Linked DNA regions of Mus musculus: region 2 is linked to region 1. A link is a contact called in public Hi-C data. All regions are on one chromosome and are shown on one strand. Each heading gives the region's core, a stretch centred on a gene start, on an enhancer-like site or on the middle of the called end of the contact. The rest is flanking DNA. Distances are from core to core; before and after follow the strand shown.

Region 1 (6,568 bases), core at 2,945-5,444:
CCACATTAGAAGTCAAAGCAGGGACTCTTTTTCAAGGGAAATGATGGAATCATACTAAAATATGAGAAGTAGGACCTCATGGGCACTGGCTTTGTCTTCCCACCTTCCAGGCACTGTCCTTACTGTGGTACAGGGATTTGCAAACTGGTACAGTAGCTGACTCAGTAGTAAAGAGTTCTTGATTTAAGGGTCACCTCTCCATATCTCAGTCACCGCACTCTACCAGTGCCGCAGAAATATGACTCTGACAAGCTGACTTGTGGATTCTATAAAGCCTTATTGTTAAAACAATAAGTAGCAGGCTGATATTTGTGGACGGATAACTCGCTGACTTGTGATAATATATTAAACACTTCCTTGTCTGTGCTTTATTGATTAACATTTCAATGTAGTGTGTGTGTGTGTGTGTGTGTGTGTGTGTGTGTGTGTGTGTGTGTGTACGAAACAACTAAAAAGGATGCCAGTATTTGGCTTGTGATGCGAAACTCTGTTCCTGCTCTTCTCTTTTTTCTTTATTAGATATTTTCTTTATATACATTTCAAATTTCAAATGCAATCCCGAAAGTTCCCTATACCCTCCCCCTGCCCTGCTCCCCTACCCACCCACTCCCGCTTCTTGGCCCTGGCATTCCCCTGTACTGGGGCCTCTCTTCCCAGTGATGGCCGACTAGGCCATCTTCTGCTACATATGCAGCTAGAGACACAAGCTCTGGGGGTACTGATTAGTTCATATTGTTGATCCACCTATAGGGTTGCAGTTCCCTTTAGCTCCTTGGGTACTTTCTCTAGCTCCTCCATTAGGGGCCCTGTGTTCCATCTTATAGATGGCTGTGAGCATCCACTTCTGTATTTGCCAGGCACTGGCATAGCCTCATACGAGACAGCTATACCACGGTCCCTTCATCAAAATCTTGCTGGCATATGCAATAGTGTCTGGGTTTGGTGGCTGATTATGGGATGGTATTCCTGCTCTTCTGCTCAAACCCTGTGATAGCAATGATGGGCCGTTTACCTTCCCTGGGGCTTCCTTCTCTCATCTGTATCCCAGGCCCATAATACTACCTCTTTGGGAGTGTTATTAGAATACTGAGATGACCAACACCGGAATTGTATCAAAAGCAATTTTTTTAGTATGTAACTAGACAAATCTCACGATTATAATCATTAGTGGTGAACAGAAGAATTCTGTAACTACTGATTTGGTTGTCCTTGTCTTACAAGATGAGCAACAAAGGCGGCCTTTCTCTGCCAAAATCCTTCAGTGGCTCTTACCTAGTTCTTACCAGATTTCCTAAACTAGCATATGAGGTTCTCTTAAACCTCTAAGCCATATGGCCAATTCACTGAGTCCATCACAGATAGCCCTGCACAACTTTCCAACCATATTATATTATTCATGTCTCAGTACCATATCTTCTGTGAAGCTTCTGAGTCTTGGGCATCAAGGATTGGAGCTTGAACTCATGTAATACCTACCACTTTCCTCATTCCTCTTTTTCTTTCCTCATTAAGGCTGTGCCATACAGGGACCCAGGCTATGTTTGTAGCGTGGACTACCTCTGTCCCTCTAAGATATGACCTTTTATTTATCCTTCTGTAGTCTCCAGAATTATGTTTGGCACATGCCTGGTGTCCAATAAATATTTGTGGCAGGGGTGACTAAAGAGATTTTTTTTTGCAAGGAACACCAAGGTCTAGCCATCCCCACAGACAAGTCAACAACAGCTGACAAGTCATACTGTCCCTGTCTGAGTGACCTCTATAGAGAATTCCAATCATTACGAATACTAGTCATCAAGGGATAATATTATAAGAGTCTTATCTGTATTTTGCACCACAGAGAGAATTCTACGGATGTCACCATAATCATTTCTCAAACTTTCCAGCCATAACAACAAATAAAATACATGCTCACCACTTCCCCAAGAGTCTGTGAAAGAAAAATACCCTTGAGACAATTATACTCTACTGATGATGTCTGCAGTAGTCAAGACTCCCCCAGAATCCACAAACACTATTTTAGAATGGGCCTCAGACACATGCTAGTCCAACTCTGTTCTTTTTACAAATGAGGGAGTAACAAATAGGCAGAATTTTGTTTTCAAAACCATTTTGTTGTGATGCTTTTCATTCGTATTGAATTGTTTTAGATTTGCAGAATTTTACAAGACATAACATTACTTAGAAATTGCACTTAGACTGTACAAGTACATATGTACATCTATAGCTAAAGGAAAATATAAATGTTGTTTAGAAGGAAAATTACGACATAGCCAAAACTTAGAGAGAAGAGAGCAGTTTCACCCTTATCAATAAGAGCTGTTCATCTAATGGTGAAAGTGTTTCTCCATCTCTAGGAGCATCGTCCTAAAGAGGGCTCACACCTGAAGGAGTCCTGGCTGGAGTAGGGAGGAAGGCATCCATTTGAAATCACTGACAGAACAAAAAGGATGTTTTATGAAACAGTCATCAGTCTGTGGAGAGTCCCCAGAGGTATTTATAGCTGCTCTCTGTTCTGACTAAATCCAGTAACTCTGGAACCTGCTTTCCTGTATTGAATCATCCCCTCCCAGTTGCTGGGAAGAGGATATGAAGGTTGGGCCAGCCTTGCTGGTTCTAGGCCCAATGGTAACAATGGAGAAAGTCTTGAAGGAATACCAAAAGCCATGTGGCAAAGTCAAAATTATATCCAAAAAATACAAACACACAACCAAAGGAAGTTTTTGATCTGAAGAGAGGTAGAAGACTGTATTAAGACATAAGGATGTCTTATCAGTACAATGAGGGAAGATATTGTTTCATTAATAGAATGGAAAGGCATTTCTAAAATCTGAAGTATTTGGAAATATAGATACATAGCAATAATTCAGGGTCCAATCCAAGCAAAGAATGAAATAGACAGTATCCGAGATTAGTACCTATAACATTAGACAGGACAGTACTCAAGTTTCTGATGCTTAAGAAACCTGAGATTTGAGTCAAATTTCAATTTCCTCAGTGGCAAGTGGGTAAAAATGGTGTGACAACATGATGTTGGTGGTGATGGTTAAAATGGATAGCAATGGCTATCTACAAAGGACACACAAGTGGTCAATAGTCTCCACACCCTGTTCACTTACACTGAACTTGACATCACGAGGAAAATATTTCACTTACTCATAGGTCCTTGTTAATTACTTTAGAACTAAAAGAACCAGTTTTTAAAAGATGCTAATTCTCTCTTATATAAGGTGATGATATACATTTCAGAGAGCGATGTGAACCACAGTGAACATATTTTCTTTCATTAGTATTTTTGCTATGTTTGTATATTCATAGTTGACAACCACAGCAGTTTAAATGCTTATGAGCCCCAGTACCTGTTCATTTCCATCCCCCTTCTTTCCATCCTAACCAATATTCCATTTCTAAGGACAAAGCCAGAGAACAGCAATGCCAACCCATTCACAGAATCCAGCAACAGGGAATTGAATAGGATTGTGCAGCCGAGTCACCTACAGGGACACAAATAGCTGGTTTTCCTCATACTTGTCTCAGCAGCCAGCCAAACTCATTCAGTGTTTCCGCTTACCCCGCTAGAGCCTATCACCTAAGCAGAATGCCAGTGAGAACAGGTAACGGCAGCATATGCTTGAAGAAACAAGAACACATGGGTGTTTACCGGCATGTGTCGGATCTGCAGCACTCACTTTCCAGATGAGTCACATGTACAGCCTAATGGCTTCCTTCTATTTTAACAATGAAAATAGGATTTCTTACACAGCAACCCACATGCAAATGTTTGAACCAATGCTGTTTTAGGTCACAGCGTTTCCCTCACATCTTTTAGTCAGCAAACCAGAATTGTAGCAGAAGCAGTATAAAAAGCTTTTCCATTTTAGTCAAAGAAGAAAAGTCCACGCTGTGTAGAGAAGTCAGAGGGCATCACCCTGACATCAGTATCCTCCAGTTGACATGAAATAAGCCTTCTATCTGCACAGTGGATCTCATACCTAATTAGAGATCAGAGGCCCCATGATTTTGGGTCTTCAGTAGTTCAAGTGATTAAATGCTGGCCCCAAACTGTCCTGTTTTAGGGTCAGAAAGTTACGTCTTAATGAGAGGCTTTGCCACTTCCTATAAAAGGTAGGAGTTGCTTGCTGTCATATTAATTCCATGATGCCCTACTGTTTGTACTGAGCTTCACAGCTTGCATACAGCACACACAGCTTAGTCACCATCCTTTTCCAGAAGTACACATTTTAGGTGTGACACCCTATATCTAGTTAAAGTCACTCCAGCTGTCTCAAAAGATATAGGTTTGACTACTTGTCACATTCAAAAACCCAGCTTATGGAACTCCTTGGTAAAAACTTTCCTGATTGGCCTTTCTGTTTCCAAATTGCTTTTCAAGCAGCCTTTCTCTTCTAATACCTTGAATATTGCATTATGCATGGCACATCAACTTCACACCAACTCATGAATGGTCCACATAGAAATAGGAATTGGTAAAATGTGGCTCAAGTAGATGCCTCGGGCTAATGTCCACTTCAGGGAGCTAGAGCAGGGCAGCAATTATTCAGGGCACATAGGTCATCAAGGATGGATAATGCCAATTATATTTAGGAGGGCCTTGATGACAGAAATAAAATCTAAGGGCTCCCATCCCTTCCAAACAGACAGTGCAAAATCCCTAGGTATGGTGATTTGAATAAGAATGGCCCTGATGAGTATCTGTGTTTGAACACTTGTTTCCTTGTGGGTGAACTGTTTAGGAAAAATTAGGAGCTGTGGCATTATTGGAGGAATTGTATTATTAAGGGTGGGCTTTAAGGTTTCAAAACCCCATATCAGACCCAACTCCGCCCACTCTTTCTCTGCCATCATCTTGCAGATAAGATGTAAACTCTCAGCTACTGCTGCAGTGTATTGTCTGGGTGCTTTCCACCACAATGGTTATGGACACACCTTCTTAAACTTTAAGTAAGCCCCTATAAAATGCCCTCCTTTATAAGTTTCCTTTATCGTGGTATCTTTTCATGGCAATAGAGAAGTAATTAAGACGCCAGGTAACAGATGATGACAGATGTTCTGGGACAAAAGGATAAAGAACAGAACTAGAGTGAAGCATCACTTCATACGTGCTACTGTGGTCCTTTTATTTGCTGGATGAGTGTGAGAGAGCTGGGCATGTGTACAGGTGCAAATGTGCCATGGTGCAGGTGCCCAGGGGACAGGTATTGATACTATGTTGGCTCTGGGGACCCAACTCAGGTGGTCAGGTTTGGTGGCAAGCACCTTTAAATGCTGAGGCATCTTGACAGCTCCATTAATTTTAAACTTCCTAGGGATATAAGAGGAATCTCTACACTCTACTGACGAAAATAGATAATGGTTATAGGTGTTATGGGAAAGGTGTAATGAATCCCGATAAAACCAAACACAAAGTTTTACCCTATGATCCAGACATGCCATTTTGGATCTATACCAAAAGGAAATAAAACATGGGAATTCAATGAGATAGTTGAGTATCTATATTCACTTCAACAGTTTTCACAATAGTGAAAACATAGAAGTATCCAGATGTCCACCAGCAGATGAAGAAATAAGTCAAAGGTACACATTCACCATAGGATGTTATTATGCCTTTAATAAGGGGGAAACTTTGACATATGCTTCAACATCGATGAACCATGAGCACCTTGTGTTGTATGAACACAGCCACAAAAGGACAAACAGAATTGATTCTACTTAGATGAAGCAGCAAGACCAACCATTCCATTTTATAGAGACAAAAGTAGAATGAGTGTCATAGGACACAGGGGATGATGGCAGTGGTTTTTTGTGCAGGGATGTGAAGTTCCAGGGTGGAGACTGAATGATGATATAAAGAGACTTAAGGCCATTGGATTACACACTCAAAATCATTAAAATGATAACTATCACATAAATGTTATCATAAAAGCATCTTTTATCAAAAAAACCATTTTAATTATTAAAAATTATACCCAAATTTACCAGAGTTCCCTTCTGTATCAATTTTAGAAAAAAGACCAAGATACATAAACCACATACATACATACATACATACATACATACAGGAGGATACCTAAATCATCATCACATATCATCTTATAGCAAGGCTGGGGCTGGTAAGACAGTTCAATAAGTAAACACACTCGCTGAGCCTACCTGAGTCCCCTGGTTGAATCCTTAGACCTCCTCTAGTTATGGAAGGGCATAACTGACTCCACAAAGCTGTCGTCTGATGTCTACATACATGTATGGCATTCGCACATTCTCACACATACAAACCATGAACACATACTAAATTAAATTTTACAATAAATCAGATGGCAGACCCAAATAATAGAAACCAGAATATCTCACCTCCAACACTTCTCTGCTTACTAGCTTCGAATAAACAGTCAGGGTATACACTCTCATTATGAAGGACCCATCATCAAGACTTAAACACCCAGAGTAGGATGAAGTTTCACTGAGAGACACCAAAGTCTGCTGTTTCCACTATGCCTGGCCTCAGATAGAAATGATTCTTGTTCACTCCTTCAGATGATTCCCTTTCAGC
Region 2 (6,680 bases), core at 2,510-5,009, 320 kb before region 1:
GGCTTGGTCCCTGGAGAGACCAGTTAGTTGATACTGTTTTTTTCCCCCTATAGGGTTGCAGTCCCCTTCAGCTCCTTCAGTCCTTCCATAACTTTATTTCTTATACAGTATGTCTGAAATATTTCTTCCATTTGAGGTATTGATTAACTACTTTTCAACATGAAAAAAAAAAACCTTAAATTCCTTAGATGTCAATCTTCTAAAGGTAACTTAAACATCACAGGCGGGGAGAGTTAGTATATTACTGAAGGCAATGCACTGAAGTTGGGGCTCAAGATACCCAACAGAAATGACTGTTCTGTTCCTAGCATCGCTTCGGTTCTATATTTTCGTCAGCTTCTGTACCAGTTTCCTATCAGATTCTTTTGTTTTTGATGAAAGCCAGCTTTGAAATTTTGCCATCCCAAATTACTTGGATACTTAACTGATTACTGAGAGGCAGTCAAATGGAAGTTGGTAATCTGTGCCAAATTACGAAGACAGTGATCAGAACTAGGGACACTCTCAGAACAAGGATGCTCCAAAGATCCAAAGAGCCGAGTTACCTTTTCTAGAGCTAAGGGTTTGGATTGATCATTTTCAAATGACTGAAGAAATGCTTTGTTTAAAAAGAAAAAAAAAAAACAGTAAATTGAGCATAAAGGTAGAATTTAGGTGTCCTTGTGAAACAAGAGAGACACCTGCTTTGGGAAAAACTGGAGAAAGAACCTCAAAGTCATAGGGAGGTTTAGAGCAAATGCTGTTTGGCATAGAATGGATGTGGTGAGTACCAACAGGCATGCTCCTACCTGTGGAATACAGACTGCTTGGCCACTTGGTGGAGGTGTTGGAGAAGGTATTATGTATCACCATAGAGTTGAGCTCTGTGACCTGACAGTGCCTTTGAACTCTGAAATATTATAAGCCTACAAATTTAAATCTAGTCTATTCTGGCTGAGGAGCTTTGCAGGGTAAGGTGGAACTTTCAGTAAAAGAAAAACAAAATCCAAAGAAATGGTCTTTAATACCAAAAGACTAGAATCACTGAATGTTGTAGCTAACACAGAACTTACCAGAGGTCTCCTCAACTGCCCCTCACTCTAAAAATGCTCATGCACAGGCCTTGAGAGTTTAAATGACCTAAGCAAACTGACATCATGTGGGAGTTCAGATTTCAAATGAGAGTTGAGATAAATATACATATGTTCCACAGAACTCTTCCAGGAAACTCTATTTTAAGAGAGCTGTAATAATCCACTCTTCCAATATTTTGTTTACATATAAAGCACACTTGGCTCTTTTTGTTCAATTTGTCAATGATTCATGATAATCAAAGGGTTGAAAAGCTCATTGGAAATTGTCTTTACGTCCAATGATACCTTTACGTTTCTGAGAAAAGTTTAGGAGCTTGTGCAAGCTTGTTTTTTCTCCTTCTGTAACAAGACAGTCTAAGAAAAACAAACTTAGTGGGTGGGTGAAAATATTTGTTTGATTTATACTTCCAGGGTATAGTCCATAATTGAGTAAAGTCAGGGTAGAAACTGAAGCCATAGAGGAGTACTACTTACTGGTTAAGTCTCTGGCTTCCTCATCTGCCTAAGGATAGTGCCATTCACTGTACTGGATTTTCTCATTCTGATTATTAACCAAGACAATCTGTCACAGATAAAACAACAGACTCACTCACCTGATGCAAGGAAATTCTTCAGTTTCAGCGTTTCAAGGTGAATTTAAGTGCTATTAATAAAAATAATAAACAATAAACTAAACAGGACAGGAGTGGATCAGTAAATTAGCAAGATTTTTAGAATGGCTCCAGACAATCATTCCTAAATTTGCCTGGAAAGACAATTTGTAGGGTCCTTAGGGGGGATTGAAATGAGCTTGAAGAATCTGATTACAGGTAACAGTCATCCTCTCTTGGCATACAGCCAACCTAAAAGCCTTTGAATAACTTCCCATACTCACAATGGGGTAGAGGATGGAGGCTGTACCAGCGATTTCTCATTGTGAGAGCTTTGAGAAAAGTTCCTACCACAAGCACCTTTGTGGATTTGTAAAACAGCCAAAAGCAATCCAAATAACCGTGATGGGATAATCCTGGAAATATCTTTAAAACACCAACTTTGAAATAAATTGAGAAGATTACACAGAGTCCTAAAAGTCTCCACACTAGAGGGAAATGGTCAGTCTGTTCTGGGTCCCCTAGTTCTAATGTGAGTTCACATCTATAGGCACTGAACTCCTGAATCCAATGCTACTTATACTAACTTACTCAGTGAAAGCAGATAGTTCATTAATAATCAGCATGTGTAGAAGCCTGTCACATGGCAATGACCAAGGCTTGTGTTTCTCATCGGGAGGAAGGACAGAGACAATCCCGGGTAAAACATAAGTGTATCTCTTTGAACTCTCTGATCAGAAGGAAATAACACATTTTCAAATTTATCTTTAAGGTTCTAATATAGATTTGATTGATATCTTCTATAATTCATCCAGGTTTTTCCCATGATATACCATACACTCCACAATTTAAAGCTGAACTGTGATTCTGGGACATTCCATCATTATAGGCACCTATAAACTGGTTGTTTCTTCTCCTGCAAATACACCCACTGACAGTGGTATAGATGTGTGAATGTGGAGTATACAAGTCAAAGTATAATTTTAGAACTGTATCTTTCACATTAGTAAGACAATTTACTTCACTTAACCAGGATCCAATTTGTTTAACTAGAGAGAAAGTGTCTTGCTTTGGTGAGCAATGCTGCCCCAGAATACATGAGTTGCTAAATGACAGTCTCAGCACCAGGCATTCAAAAGCAAGGCAGGCTAATGTCATTGCCTAGCATAACTAGATTGCAAAACCTTTGGTTGAATACACGATATATTTCAGATGCAGTACCTAGAGAAATAAACCTTGAATGACCATGAAACTGTTTTCCTGTTGGTCAGCTTACATAGTGCCAGAAGATGCTGTGCAGGCTGCTGAGGACAGAGGGGGAGGGAAAAAGAGGAAGAAGAAGAAGAGAGAGTGAGCATACATATAAGATGCCTATAGCAATGTTTGCTATGTGTATGTATTTAATGCCAGTTGACATTATCAACATATTATTTCTTTTTGTTTCTTTCCAAAAATTTGAGAAATCACTTGAATAAGGCTAAGTGAAAGAGACCTGTAGCAGTTGAAAGCGCTGGGGATTCAGTCAAGGTTTTAGCTCTGGGAAGATTTACCAATTAACTCTAGACTGGCACCAGAGTTACATGTATTCCTGCTTAGACCTGCTCTCCTGTAAAATATCATGGAATATAATTACATGCTTTAATTGAATATAACACCAGTTAACTTAGTGAGTAATTTTTGCAATATGTGTAATGTTTTCTGTCACTCCCTATTCTTTTCAATGCAGCTTAATTTAGCCCACAGCTTTCTACCACTACAAGCTTTAGAAATGGGTTTTCCCCAGTCTCTGTGTTTGTGCTTAATTGCATCTTTATTTCTTTGAGAAAGGAAGGGAAATGGAGAAAGGAAAGGGGATGGGGAGGAATCACAGCACACCTTAACATTACTATTGCTTATAACTTTTGCTTTTAAGTTTGGGTAATTAAACTCAATAAAGGTTATATGAATATATACTCTAGAGCAGAGAGAAATAATCAATGAGGAGAGAAAAGAAGAATAAAAAGAAAATTCTTAAAGACCTCTAGATTCAGCAAGTTGCCCTAAGTCTTTAGGTTCTTAATGCTGAGAAGGCCGGGACAACAGGTCCTGCCTCCAAAACACATCATCTTTCATGTCTGTCAATTTCCTGCACACCCACACTGCTTTCACATAAATGGGGACTTGAAACTTTTAGTATCACTTGAGAAGAAAACCTCCTAAATAATAATAATGAAATGATCAGGAATAAACGTCCAACTTGAATTAGTATTCTAGCTTACATCTAATTCCCTTGTTACAGACATGTTTGCTTACTGAGATTTAAAGACATGCAAAATGGTCTTTATGTTTTCTTTATATTCAGTGGTCAGTAAAAGAAAGTCAAACAAACTAGAACAGAACAAGTTCTTAACTTTTAGTGGAAAATTTCATCCTTTCCTTAATTTTGAGTGGTATTGAACATCTTAAATTCAAATTTGTACAAAGGAATCCATACTAAAACTTAACATTGAAAGAGTGTATCTTTTATCTTGGAAATTAAACAGCAAACTTCCTCCAGAGCCAAACTATATAATCTACAGACAAGTTCTTTTTTGATCTATTCAATGTGAGTGGTAGATCCTTGTCATTTTACAATTTGTAAAGAGTGTTACGGTTTGTAAAGAGCTTCTTAGGACAGGGAGGCAGGAGTGGGTGGATGGGTGGGGAACACCCTCATAGAAGCAGGGCAAGGGGATGGGATAGGGGGCTTCAGGGGGCCAGAGATAACATTCAAAATGTAAATAAAGAAAATATCCAAGAAAAAAGAAAAAAGGAGTTTCTTGTCTGAGAAGGGCTAAGAGATAGGCTGGCTATGACACATCATAGGTACTAGCGAAGAGAGATGAAATAAAGCTCTTGGAACATGAGTTGAGGAGCAATTACACAAAGGTCATTGCCAATATTAGAAATGAGCAAACCAAAACTAGAGTAATTAGTTCTAGTCCACATTAAAACTACAGATAGATGGCTATGGTCAAGATCAAGATGGAAGAAACACAGAGTGATGTGACATTCCATACGAGTCAAGGAAAGTACAAGAAGAAGGAATTCAAGACGATTTGAACTTGAAAATGTGATATATAATACAACTTGGGAAAATGAAAGTCTTTTTTTTTTTTTTTAATTCTCCTTTGGCCAAGAATCATGACTACAGAACCTCCCTTGAGAGTGGGGTTTGGTGAGTCGCCTGGACAGCAGGACTGCTGGCAAAAGTTTTTTGTAAACCTCTCCTTAGGACTGGCTCTGGATAAGTTTGGCAAACAAAAATCACTGTAATAGTAGACCCCAGCCCTCGAGGAATCTATTTTTAGGTGTTATTTCTCAACTATAAATTTTAATCCATTACATTTTATATTATATTGCCTGCAAATAAAACTTCCCTAGGGCTTATATACACATACATACATGTATATGTATATCTATTTATACATATATGTCAATAAACACCAACACTAATATTATTATCTATATTCCCTACTTGTTTTACCCTGGTTATATTCCACCATTGAAGGAAGTCAAAGTAGGAACTCAAGGAAAAAAGACCTGTCTTGCTTTCTAACTCACTTATTAACAGGCTAATATTTAGCTAGATTTCTTACATGTCCCAGGACTACCTGAGTAGAGATGCTGCTGTCCACAGTGACTGAGTCTTTATAAACCAATTAATAAGCAAGATAACTATATATAAATATGCTCACAGACCATATTCTAGGCCTAGAAAATGCATAAATGGAAGCTTTTCTCTCAGATGACTCTAGGTTATGTCAAGTTAACAAATTTCATATTTTATTTATATTTTATATATATTTATGTATTATATAGTTATTTATACTTTATAAAGGAAACCAAGGGTCCAGGTTATTTAACCTTGTTGATCTTTCTGTGGAGTCCCTATCCACTTAGGGTCCCTCAATTCTCCCCGCAACTCTTCCACAAACTCCCTGAGTTCCATCTATTGTGGATCTTTTCATCTGTTTCAATCAGCTGCTGGAAAGAGCCTCTCAGAGAACAGTTATGTTAGACTACCATCAGAGAGCATAACGGAGTATCATTAAGAATGTCAGGAATTGGTTCTTGTTCACTGAATAGGTCTCAAGTTGGGTTCTTTCCAGTTTCTGGCTATTACAAATGAAGCTGTTATGAACATAGTTGAGCAAGTGTCCTTGCTAGAGCAATCAGACAACTAAAGGAGATCAAGACAATATAAATTGGGAAGGAAGAAGTCAAATATTGCTAGTCACAAATTATATGATAGAACACATAAATGACCCTGAAACCTTTACACAATAAGCAAGTGACTGGATATAAAATTAAGTTAAAAAAAATCAGCTGCCCTCCTTTATACAAACTTTTAATGTGCTCAGAAAGAATTTAGGGAAACAACACACTTCAGAATAGCCACAAATAATGTAAAATATCTTTGTGTAACTCTAACCAAGCAAGTAAAAGGCCTGTATGCCAAGAACGTCAAGTGTCTGAAGAAAGATAGTGATGAAAATATCAAAAGATGGAAGGATCTCCAATGCTAATGGATCGGTGGGATTAACATAGTAAAAATGGCCTTTTTACTAAAAGCAATCTGCAGATTCAATGCAGTTCTCATCAAAATTCCAACATATTTTTTTACAGACTTTGAAGGAGCAATTCTCAACTTTATATGAAAAAAAAAAAATCCCAGGATAGCTAAAATGATGTACAATCGAAGAACTGGAGGTATTATCATCCTTGAATTCAAGCTGTAATACAGAGCAATAGTAATAAAAACTGCATGGTATTTTTATAGAAACAAACAGGTTGATTAATGTAATCAATTGAAGATTCCTACAGATACCTGATCTTTGACCAAGAAGGCGAAAGTGTACAATAGGAAAAAGAAAGCATCTTGCACAAATGTTGCTGGTCTAACTGGATGGCTGCATATAGAAGAATGCAAATAGATCCAAAAAGATCATTGGGAAACTCTATGTTTTAAATACTTTGCTCCAAAAGCTTTTAACTT

The links. Hi-C and Micro-C count contacts between places; a contact is called where the count stands out from the background.
Region 2: a Hi-C map of Th1 cells shows a contact between it and region 1, with 3 times the contacts expected there. The contact joins two enhancer-like sites. A contact is called at or near these places in 1 of 15 datasets of contacts at CTCF or cohesin (pro-B cells) and 4 of 484 Hi-C or Micro-C datasets (the CH12 cell line, the N1E-115 cell line, Th1 cells and 1 more).

What each region holds. Positions count from the first base shown.
Region 1 is chr15:62,479,702-62,486,269 of GRCm38.p6, reverse strand. No RefSeq gene overlaps it. Among named protein-coding and RNA genes, the nearest start is that of Gm41333, 190 kb to the left of the region's middle. Within about 2 kb of position 4,194, at least 25 of the 459 cell types and tissues checked have an H3K27ac peak or open chromatin away from gene starts, as enhancers often do. A contact at or near this core is called in the CH12 cell line and Th1 cells, where this site is marked.
Region 2 is chr15:62,797,115-62,803,794 of GRCm38.p6, reverse strand. No RefSeq gene overlaps it. Among named protein-coding and RNA genes, the nearest start is that of Gm22521, 7.3 kb to the right of the region's middle. Within about 2 kb of position 3,759, at least 6 of the 459 cell types and tissues checked have an H3K27ac peak or open chromatin away from gene starts, as enhancers often do. A contact at or near this core is called in the CH12 cell line and Th1 cells, where this site is marked.